Linked DNA regions of Pan troglodytes: region 2 is linked to region 1. Evidence: chromatin contacts called from public HiChIP or PLAC-seq data. All regions are on one chromosome and are shown on one strand. The core of a region is the stretch at or near the end of the contact, and the rest is flanking DNA. Distances in the headings are between cores, read along the strand shown. Region 1 holds the start of SDCBP2 (syndecan binding protein 2). Region 2 holds the start of FKBP1A (FKBP prolyl isomerase 1A).

Region 1 (4,902 bases), core at 1,426-3,925:
GTTCCTGGAGGCAGCCAGTTCCAGACCCTTGCCCTAGCCTGGCCTTTGGGGTAGAAATGACCATCCCAACAGGACAGGAATTTCCTAGGAGGGGAGGGAGTCTGGCTCTGACTTCCTTTAGACCACGTGGGGGAAGAGACCCCTTTGCTTATAGCCTTCCCCACTGTGTACACACACTATGAGATTTTTAATCTTGGGACAGTCCTCAGCAGCTATCATCTGCCAAAACGTGACCTGCCACCAGGACCACGCATGAACAGCAGATGCGAAAAGAAGCAGCCACTCCTGCCCTGATTTTCCTAACATTTAACCAGTAGAGCACTTATATTTTTGTCAGCTGTCCCCTGGGAGAGCAGGGAGTCAGAGATCCATTTCCTGGAAATCACTCCCGGGCCAGATCACATAACACTTTTTCTGTGTCTGAGATCCTTTCACCACTGCCACCTTCTCTGGATCCCATCTTAGTGCTGGGATGTGGGGAAGTGAGAAAACAGGTACAGTCGTTCCTTGGGCTAGGTTCCAGGACAATGCCCCTCACTCCCCATCCCTCGGATACCAACATCCACAGATGCTTATGTCCCTTACATAAAGTGGCATAATATTTGCATATAACTTATGCACATTCTTCTGTATACTTTAAATCATCTCTAGATTACTTACAATACCTAATGCAATGTAAATGCTAAACAAAGTTATACTTTATTTTTATTTGAATTTTTGTTGTTTTTTTTAATTTTTATTTTTTAAATATTTTCTGTCTACAGTTGGTTGGATCCATGGATGTGAAACCTGGGGATAGGAAAGGCATACTGTATCCCCTGCCTTGTAGCAGCTCACAATATAATGGGGAATGGTTCCCTGCCAGCGAACATGCTGTGTTTCGTTCAATCATTCAAAACATTTGAGTGTCCACTGTGTGCCAGACATGCTGGTCCCTCTGCTGTGCACATCATCCTCCTTGGTGTGATGCTCCTTCGAGGCTCAGTTCAGATGCTACTTCTCTGCTTGGCTTTTCCAGACTGCATGATACCCAGGCTGCCTGGCTAGGTCTTCCCGTGTATTCCACCCCTGACCTGTACTGCCCCTGTTGCCAAGCTATTTATCAAATTATGTGATTAATATCTGGCTATTTTCTTACACTGGACCTCACTCATAAGGGCAGGAGCTCTGTCCCGTTCACACACGATCCTTCCCCGCCACGGCACTGCCCAGCACACATATGCTAGCAAAAATTATTTGACTGAATAAATCAGTGGTTTTCCAAGGAACAGATTGGAAATTTATGTGGGCATTTTTGGGTGTCACGAGACTGAGGGGACAGTCATATCCCTGTCTGGGGGGGGGGTGGCAGGGATATGAAACTCCTGTAATGGATGGGACAGTCCATTACAGTCACCATAACAAATGGTCCTGTCCCGCACAACTTTCAGATATCCTGCCAAACTTTCAAGTAAGCCAAAAATCCGTTATAATTGGTTGTACATACAATCACAATGAATTTTTCCCTAGTTTTAGTACACACTAGATTGTCTGGAAATGCATATATCAGGTTGGTTGTGGGGAGTTACACTTTGATCACCATTCTGGAAAATCGCTGCCCACCCTGCTCACCACGGGTGAGTCACCCGAACAGCATGCCCACGTCTGTGTACATGTGTAGCTGTTACAGTGACTCCGCGCTTTTATATAAATATATTTAGCCTTTGACCCAAGACGTCAGATATAAACTGTTGGCAAAATTCAGCTGAATATTGTCTTCTAGTAAACCTAAGCTGATTCCTAAGTTGGGTACAAGCATGATCGGGTGTAAGCCAGCCTCAGCTTTTACAAAGTGAAATGCATATACTTTTATTAGAAATTACTTTCATTTCCCTGCCTTCTCCTTATAAAGAAAGGGCATCATATTGATTTTTTTACCCGGGGAACCATCACCTGGGCTGCAGCCTCAGGACGAACCTGTCCCTTCCCTCTGCCTCAATTTCCTGCTTTGGGAAATAGGAGCCACAAGCCACAAACTCCATCCACCGCGCCACAGGAGCGAGGTCCAACGCAACGGTCCCTAGGGCCTGCCTCCACCCCAGCCTCAGTTTCCCATCTGTCACATCGTTCCATGATCTCGAAATGACTATAACCCCTTTCTTAGCCCCAAACCAGCCGGAAGCGACATCTTCCGGTTGCTACAGGTTACGGCGGTTGCTATGGGTTACGGCGGTTGCTATGGGCTACGGCGCCTGCGCAGAAACACCGCCAAGCGACCCAGCAACTTCTAGAGCGCATGCGTTTCGCCCACCCAGGCCCGGGCGCGGTGAGGGGTGACTCCCACGATCCCTAGCGGCTGCAGAGTGGAAAATGGCGGCCTCCTTGCTGCTTGCGTTACCAGAGTCCACCCGGCCTCGTGCTTTCTCCGGGCGCCCGTAGCTGGCGCCGGCATCCACAAAAATAGATCAGGTAAAGCAGCAGAGTAAGGGATAGGAAGACTTGGTCGGGCTCCGCGGCCCCTCTTTACCGGATTGGAGGCTGCGCGGGTGAAATCGAGCTTTAAACTCCCCTGGCCTCGGAACACCATTTGTAGCCTCCGAAGGAGGAGGACTTATAAGATTCTGTACTAAGGCAGCCGTGGGAAGGGAGGAGAACCAGGTCGGCCCGCGCGCTCCCGGCTGCTTTTGCTCTCCCTTTGGTTTCGAAAGCGTCAAGTCCCAAGGTATTTCCTACCAATTGTGACGTCACCCTTCCTCCCCCCTTTCTCACCCGTTTCTTGTCTGGCCGTGACTTCTGACCCAGTGTTGAGCTAAAAATGCCCCGCCCCACCCTACGCAGATTCACCCGGCGTCCCACCCACCAGTGACTGAGTGACTGGGCTTCTGCTGCCTAGGGAAGGGTTCTTGGCTTGGCCGGGCACATCAATTCCCACAGCAAAATCAGACCGAAAGCCTGTTATGAGGGACTCAGGCAGTTGGATCTGGCGTATAGGAGGAAGGCTAGGGCAATCAGGAAGGTCTCCTGGAGGAAGGAAGAAGACCCTGACAGGGCCGTGTAGGATGGATGTTCAAGTGGGAAGAGAGTGTGCTATTCCAGGGACAGGGAGGCCCAGGCCTGAGAGTCCAGTTGCCTTCTGGATCCCGTTTACCTCGCAGATTATCCAAACTGGACTCGTGATTTTCCCCAGCTGTGCCGCGCCTCCCCAGCAGTCTCACTAAATCCACCCATGGGCTATGTCAGAAATCTGGGAGTTATCCTCAGCTCCTCCCTTTCCCTTCTGAAGCCATACCTACTTCTTGCCCTCAAATCTCTGTGACCTGACTTCTGGTAATGTTTCTATTCTCACCATCTCATTCTTCTCCACACTTATCATGAAGTTCATTTATTCCAGACTACTTTAGGTTGAGTTCTAAAAGTCAGCCTGCTAGTTCATGCCTCCATGCTTTTGCAGGTGCTATTCCCTCTGTCTTAAGAGTCATTCATGCCTTCTCTCTTTTCCTCGTTGTGAACTCTTTTTCCTCCAATTTAAAGCTTTCCCCCACATGTACCCATGGAGATTGGCAAGCCTCCCTGCTCTAGACGACAGCATTTCTTGTATTTGCCTCTTCATCATATATTCCACAAGTGTTTATTAATCACCTACTATGAGCAAGGCCTTCTGCATTTCCTAGGTTGGATTTCCACTGTGCTGTGTTTGTTTGCTCATCTCCCTCACTGGTCAGGAAATGTCACTCATTTGTTAACCCCCAGTGCTGAGCACAGTGCCTGGCACACAACAGGCATCCCATTACTATTTCTGAAAGGAGTGGAAAAGCAGGCACAGAGAGAAGAGAAAGCCTGATATCCTAAATATACAGTCTTTCTTCCCATGCCTGTCTGTGTTTGCAGTCAATAAGTAGAAAGTCTTTCGAAGAATAACCTGGGCCTGGAAAAGGAGAGAAACCATGGCCCTAACGAGTTAGGTTGAAAGGCTGCCTGGCCCCTATAATCTGACTGTGGAAGTTTGCTCAGTTCTGTGCTGATGGCTTCCCACAAGTAATTGGTTCCTCCGAAAGGAAAAGAACCCACCTAACCCCTCTCTCTCAGAGGAATTTTCCTCTCCCACAGCCCTTTCCAGATTTCCATCCCTGAGCTTCTGTACTTTTTGATATAAGCAATAACAACACCCACAACAAACCAATAGTTGGGCTTCGGAGATCAGCAGGGCTGACAAGGGGACTTCAGCCCCCATCTTTGAACTTAGAGTGAGAACACTCTTTGGAACACTTTGTTCCAAAGAGCTGAAGTGATGGAACTCCCACTCGTTCCTGTGGACAGCTCATCCATCCTTTACAAGACAGTGCGCGGGAGGGAAGCGTGGGTTAGAGTGTCAGAGGAATAGCTCCTGGAAGGCCAAATTAGCCCAGGGATGTGGTGAGTCGGAATAGAAGAAGCTGTTGCTAGGCCACCAGCATGTACCCCCGTTCCTCCTCTCAGTGCTGCACTGCCTGCTGGGGAAAAGCTGTGACTTCCTCAAGCAGACACGCCTGAACCCAGGCCCAGGCAGGGCAGGGTTCAGACTGACTGCTTCTGACTTGTGAGAGCGCAGCATAGGCAAATCCCCTTTGAATGTCATTTCTTCCTTTGTAATCTGGATAACAATAGTTGCATCACAGTTGTCTGGAGACTGAAAGATTTTTAAAAAGAGATAAGGTGTCTACGGAAAGCATTTAGCACAGCACCTGGCACATAATAGGCATTCAGTAAAAGGTAGCTGTTTATTCATTGTTTCAGCGCTTACTTACTCAGCACCTGCTAAGTCTGAGTACTGTTCTAGGTATCAGCAGTGAAGGAAAGAAGACTTGGTCCCCAAATGTACTTTCTTTGGGGGAAGAGCTGGATAAATAGGCTCTGTGACTCTGTGTGCTGTGTTAGATGGTGGGA
Region 2 (4,902 bases), core at 1,445-3,944, 68 kb after region 1:
AAAACAGAGATGAGAACTAGAGGCATCATGATTATTTCTTTTCCCTTCTTAGGACCCAGTGGGCTTCCTGCCTTTGAAAACCCCTGGAACCTTTATAACCTCCACCTTCTGATCATGTTCCCCCAAGATGGATTCTGTTCCCAGTGACTAAAAAGCCTTAACTGCTACAGATGAGATCTCCCAGTGCCTACCCACTCCTCTCACGCCCCCACAGGTCTCAAACAGGTTATTCCTGGGAGGCTGGTGACAAAGACCCACGGGAACAAAGCCGCCAGCCTGCTCGAAAACAGTCTATTCTGTGAGCATGAGGCAGAGCTGGCTTCTCACTAAGGCGTCTTTATAGGGCTTATCAAAACGAAATCAAAAAGAAAGCTTTTGTCCTAATGCATGCCAGGGTCCTGCTGCTGCTCTGGAAACATGTGGGTGTGTGCCACCCGCGAGAAAAACACACACTTCAAGAGGCACTGGAAACCCTGATGGTGTTCTGGGTCTCATGACCATCTGTTCTCATAGGAAAAGGCTCCAGACATGCTGTGTGGGGATATTTCACCAAGAGGCATGGTGAAGTGCGGCACTGCCTACATGCTGGAGTCCAGTCCTGTTGGCAGCACCAGAACGTGGGCGAGCATGAGGGGCAGACGTGGGAGTGGGCACATGCTGCCAAGCACCCTAGTGTGGCTATGTACAAGCTAGGGTGGGGAGGGGGTGCGGCAGAAGGCAGCTCCTCACGGCTTGAGTCCCAATCTTTGCCCCAGTTGGCTGCGGAACTGAATGAACTGCCCACTCACCCCAGCACTGTAAATGGTTACTCTTCTCATCCTTCCGATGAAAAATCACCAAAAGGATGCGCTTTCATCTACCAGACCTCCCAGGCTCGGGTGCTGACTGTGGCCTACAAGGACAGCTACCTAAAACATCAAAAGCACTTTCCAGCTTCCTTCACGGACATGAGACTGCCTGCTCCCCACAAAGATGGGTTTCAGTAACTCCTCCTTTGGCAGAATTTTTAAAGTTCTAGTCCTTAACTTCTACCTCCTGCCCCCATTTCTACCCATGGGGAAGGGCCACAGAAATAAAACGGCATGGGAGGAGGGATGTTAGTTGCCTTTTCCTCTTTCCAGTGAAAGTCATTTCCCTCAATAGAGGGATCCCTCCATGTTTCCATGATTTGGAAGAGAAAGGTGGAGCTTATTCGTGAGCAACTTGGCCAGAACTGCCCACAGCCCCAGGAGGAGGAAGAGGAGGAGAGGGGGTGGGAAAACAGAGGGAGGAGGAGGGGGAACAGAGGAAAGGGTGGGAAGGTTGAGAAAGGGGAAGGAGGAGGGGGAGGGAAGGTCATTCGTATCAACAACTGTGGCTACACCAATCACTCCCACCCTTGTGGGACCCACAGCCACTGAGTCTCCGCCAACTCAGCTCTCCCCCTCCCCCGCCCCCATACAAACCAGGACAACCTTGTAAGGAGAAGGAGTAAGACAGCCCCAAGGCACACGACGCTGATGTCTGAATTCTGGCTGGGGAGGGGGAGGTGTCTAAAATTTCCTTTGGCTTGTATTATCACTATGTATTAGCCTCCAGATGCTTTATCTTTAAAATGAGGATGAGAGAAGTCTCTACTTCTAGAAGAGCTGGGGGACTCAATTACACGTGCAGCTTTCGGTCAGCCTGAGCCAACGCTGCCACTGAGCCTTGGATTTGTAAGTGGCTCAAAAGTAAAAAGACGGAAGAAGGCCGTGCAGCTCTACTTCCCCCAAGGCCAGGAAGAGCCAAAGCAATGACTTAGGAAGCGGGATGTTTCCCCACCCGCGGCAAAGGGGCGAATTCCGAGTTCCCCGGAGGAAGCAGCAGCTCTGCAGACTCGGAATTACCTCGTCCTCATCTCCAGTGAAGGGAGGGATGGAAGTGGGGGCAGGGGCACAGAAATGGTACAAATCCTTCCTAATGGTCCCTGGCCAGAGCTCTGCCCATTCCTGAAAGTGTGACCTTGGGAAAGTGAGACCTTGGGAAAGTGACTTCGCCTCGCCAAGCCTCAGTTTCCTCATCTGTGCAGTGGGCATAAGGGCAGCATCTAAGGTGCAGAAATGCTTCTGATGGGTTAGATAACACCTAGCCCGCAGCCAACGCTCACAACCGCCGATTCAGACCCGCCCGGGTTCCGCCAGCCCGAGGCTGCCCCTGAGCCACCGCCCAGGCCTCAGCCTCGGGCCATGCGGACCTCGCCGCCGCCACGCCCCGGACCCCAGGCCCCGGACCCCAGGCCTTGACGGCCAGCCGCACCCGGGCTGCGGACTGCGGCCCGGGCCCCCTCCCCGCTGGGCCCCCGACTCACCGGTGTAGTGCACCACGCAGGTCTGGCCGCGCTTGGGGAAGGTGCGCCCTGAGGAGACAGAGACGGGCATGCTGAGCCGATGCGCGCGGCGGCAGAGGTACTCCGAGCCGCCGCGCGCCACTACTCACCGTCTCCTGGGGAGATGGTTTCCACCTGCACTCCCATGGCGGCGGCGGACGCTGAGCGGGCGGGCAGCGCGACGGGCGGCGTGGACCAACAGCGACCTGGCGGCGGTTCCACGGCTCTGCCTAGTCCCTCGGCGCGTCGCCTGCGCACGCGCACGCCCCCTCACGCCCAGCCCTGCGTGCGCGCCCCACACGGCGCGCACGTCCCGGAAACTCAGGCCTCCGGAAGAGGGACCGGAAGCCCAGAAGCCCCGAGACCTCCGGAAGCCCGGAGGCCTCCGGATACAGCTGTGTTTGCCGGGTGACTTGCTTCGTTCACCTGCCTTTCCTCTGTGCTTCCAGCCGGTTAAGCATCTCCCTGCCCAAAGAATGGGAGTAATAATAGGGGGTCCGCCAGTCACTGACTGGGTGACTGTCATCAGGTTTCCACTTAGAAGCACACAGTTACTCATCCTGGGAAGAGCATGGTTCTGAGAAGACAGCGCACAGGTGGTAGTATGTTAGTATAAGTGGCTCAAGTTTGTAAGTTCTGCTTTTCTTCACTGGAGGAGGAGTTGTCCAAATTCATTCACTCACCCATAGCTTACATGCATACATTCTTACTGAGCATGTGAAAGTTGATAATACGAATTGGGTCACTCTTCTTATGTCCAACGGAATCAGAATCCAGGGGCCAGGGGAAAAGCACTGGAGGCACACAGCGCCTGCTCCAAGAATCAATATTTCCACTAACTGCTGCTGAAATGGCCTGCTGTCCCCCTAAGACCAGATTCAGCTAGTAACTGCTGAAACAACTCGCCATAACCTAATACTAGTTTTACTTACCACTGTCAGTCACCAATCAGAGCTTGCCGGCTCCCTGAAACTTTACTAGTGCCAATGTATTTCCCTTTCTAATAAAACTCCCAGCCTTCTCTTTGTTTTTCAGACATACCAAAGACCACCAGATCTGTGTGTATGCTCCGAGTTGCGATTCTCGCTTCCCCAAATAAAACATTACATTTAGAGATTCATCTCCATATTTTATTTTGACTTTGACAAGCACCTTCTGTATGTCATGTACTGTGCTAGGTGCTGAGGATACAGCAGTGAAGGAGTCAGACTTAGTCCCTGACCTCACAGAATCTACGTATGATGTGGGAGAGATAATCAAATAACCTGTTTAAGTAAAAAAAAGATGCGGAATAAATGTAAAGTTTCAAATCTGTAATATTATGAGACAGTAATACATGCTGTGAGGGGCGTGTTAATATAACGGAGATGCCTCACTTAGTCTGGAATGTGGTCAGATATTTCCCTGAGTTAGCCAGGTTTAACCAGGTTTAGCCAAGGTTAGAAGGCCAGTTGTGTGTATGTGTTGGGGTAAGGGGAGGCAGAAGGAGCAGTACCTGCAGAGGCACTGTAACCCAAGAGAACACTGTGACATGATCTAGGACATAAGGAGGCACATGTGACTAATCTTTCTCTGATCTGTGTGGGTGTGTGTGCTTCTGCATTAGTCGATTCTCACACTGCTATAAAGAATACCCGAGGCTGGGCACGGTGGCTCATGCCTGTAATCCCAGCACTTTGGGAAGCTGAGGCGGGCAGATCACTTGAGGCCAGGCGTTCAAGACCAGCCTGGCCAACATGGTGAAACCCAGTTTCTACTAAAAATACAAAAAAATTAGCCAGGCGTGGTGGCACAGGCTTGTAATCCCAGCCACTTGAGAGGCTGAGGCATAAGAATTGCTTAAACCCGGAGGCGGAGGTTGTAGTGAGCCAAGATTGCACCATTGCATTCCAGCCTGGGTGACAGAGTGAGAACCAGTCTCAAAAAAAAAAAAAAAAAATTCCTGAGACTGGGTAATTTATGGAGGAAAGAGGTTTAATTGACTCACAGTTCTGCATGGCTGGGAATCCTCAGGAAACTTACAATCATGGCAGAAGGGGAAGCAGGCATATCTTACACAGCAGCAGGCACGAGAGAGAGTATGTGAAGAGGAACTGTCAAACACCTATAAAACCATCATTTCTCATGAGAATGCACTCACTACCATGAGAACAGCGTGGGGGAAACCACCCCCACGATCCAATCACCTCCCACCGGGTCCCTCCCTTGACCTCAGGATTATAGGGATTACAATTCAAGATAAGATTTGGGTGGGGACACAGAACTAAACCATACCAGCTCCTGTAGTGTTTTAAACATGACCTCACAGTTTTTTGACACCCCAACCCTCATCTATGTCCCCTTTCCTAAAATCTCAGTGAGCTTGTGACTGCTTTGGAAATTTTAATGTAGTAAGAATACAGGCTGTAACAGAACCAAATTAACTGTGGCTGAAAAGAGGCTGAAGTTGCTGTCTCTCTCATGTAACAGTTCAGAGGCAGGTGGTTCAGTGCAGGTAGCACTTCACAGGCTGCTCAGGGACTCATCCTTCTTCTACTTGTGGCTCCCCATCCTTA

What was found. HiChIP or PLAC-seq counts read pairs in DNA pulled down with a chosen protein or histone mark.
Region 2: an H3K4me3 HiChIP or PLAC-seq map of stem cell-derived excitatory neurons shows a contact between it and region 1, with 2.1 times the contacts expected there. The contact joins the promoter of FKBP1A here to the promoter of SDCBP2 in region 1. A contact is called at or near these places in 2 of 7 Hi-C or Micro-C datasets (blood and stem cell-derived neural progenitor cells) and 1 of 1 datasets of contacts at active chromatin or transcription factors (stem cell-derived excitatory neurons).

What each region holds. Positions count from the first base shown.
Region 1 is chr21:7,999,657-8,004,558 of NHGRI_mPanTro3-v2.0_pri, forward strand. It overlaps SDCBP2 (syndecan binding protein 2), which reads right to left and starts at 2,676. Exons shown (of 8, transcript NM_001280008.1): 1 at 2,507-2,676. LOC104003489 (a long non-coding RNA gene) reads left to right here and starts at 2,244. Exons shown (of 5, transcript XR_001712066.4): 1 at 2,244-2,448.
Region 2 is chr21:8,067,299-8,072,200 of NHGRI_mPanTro3-v2.0_pri, forward strand. It overlaps FKBP1A (FKBP prolyl isomerase 1A), which reads right to left and starts at 2,695. Exons shown (of 5, transcript XM_063803259.1): 1 at 2,458-2,695; 2 at 2,330-2,377. The coding sequence starts at 2,494.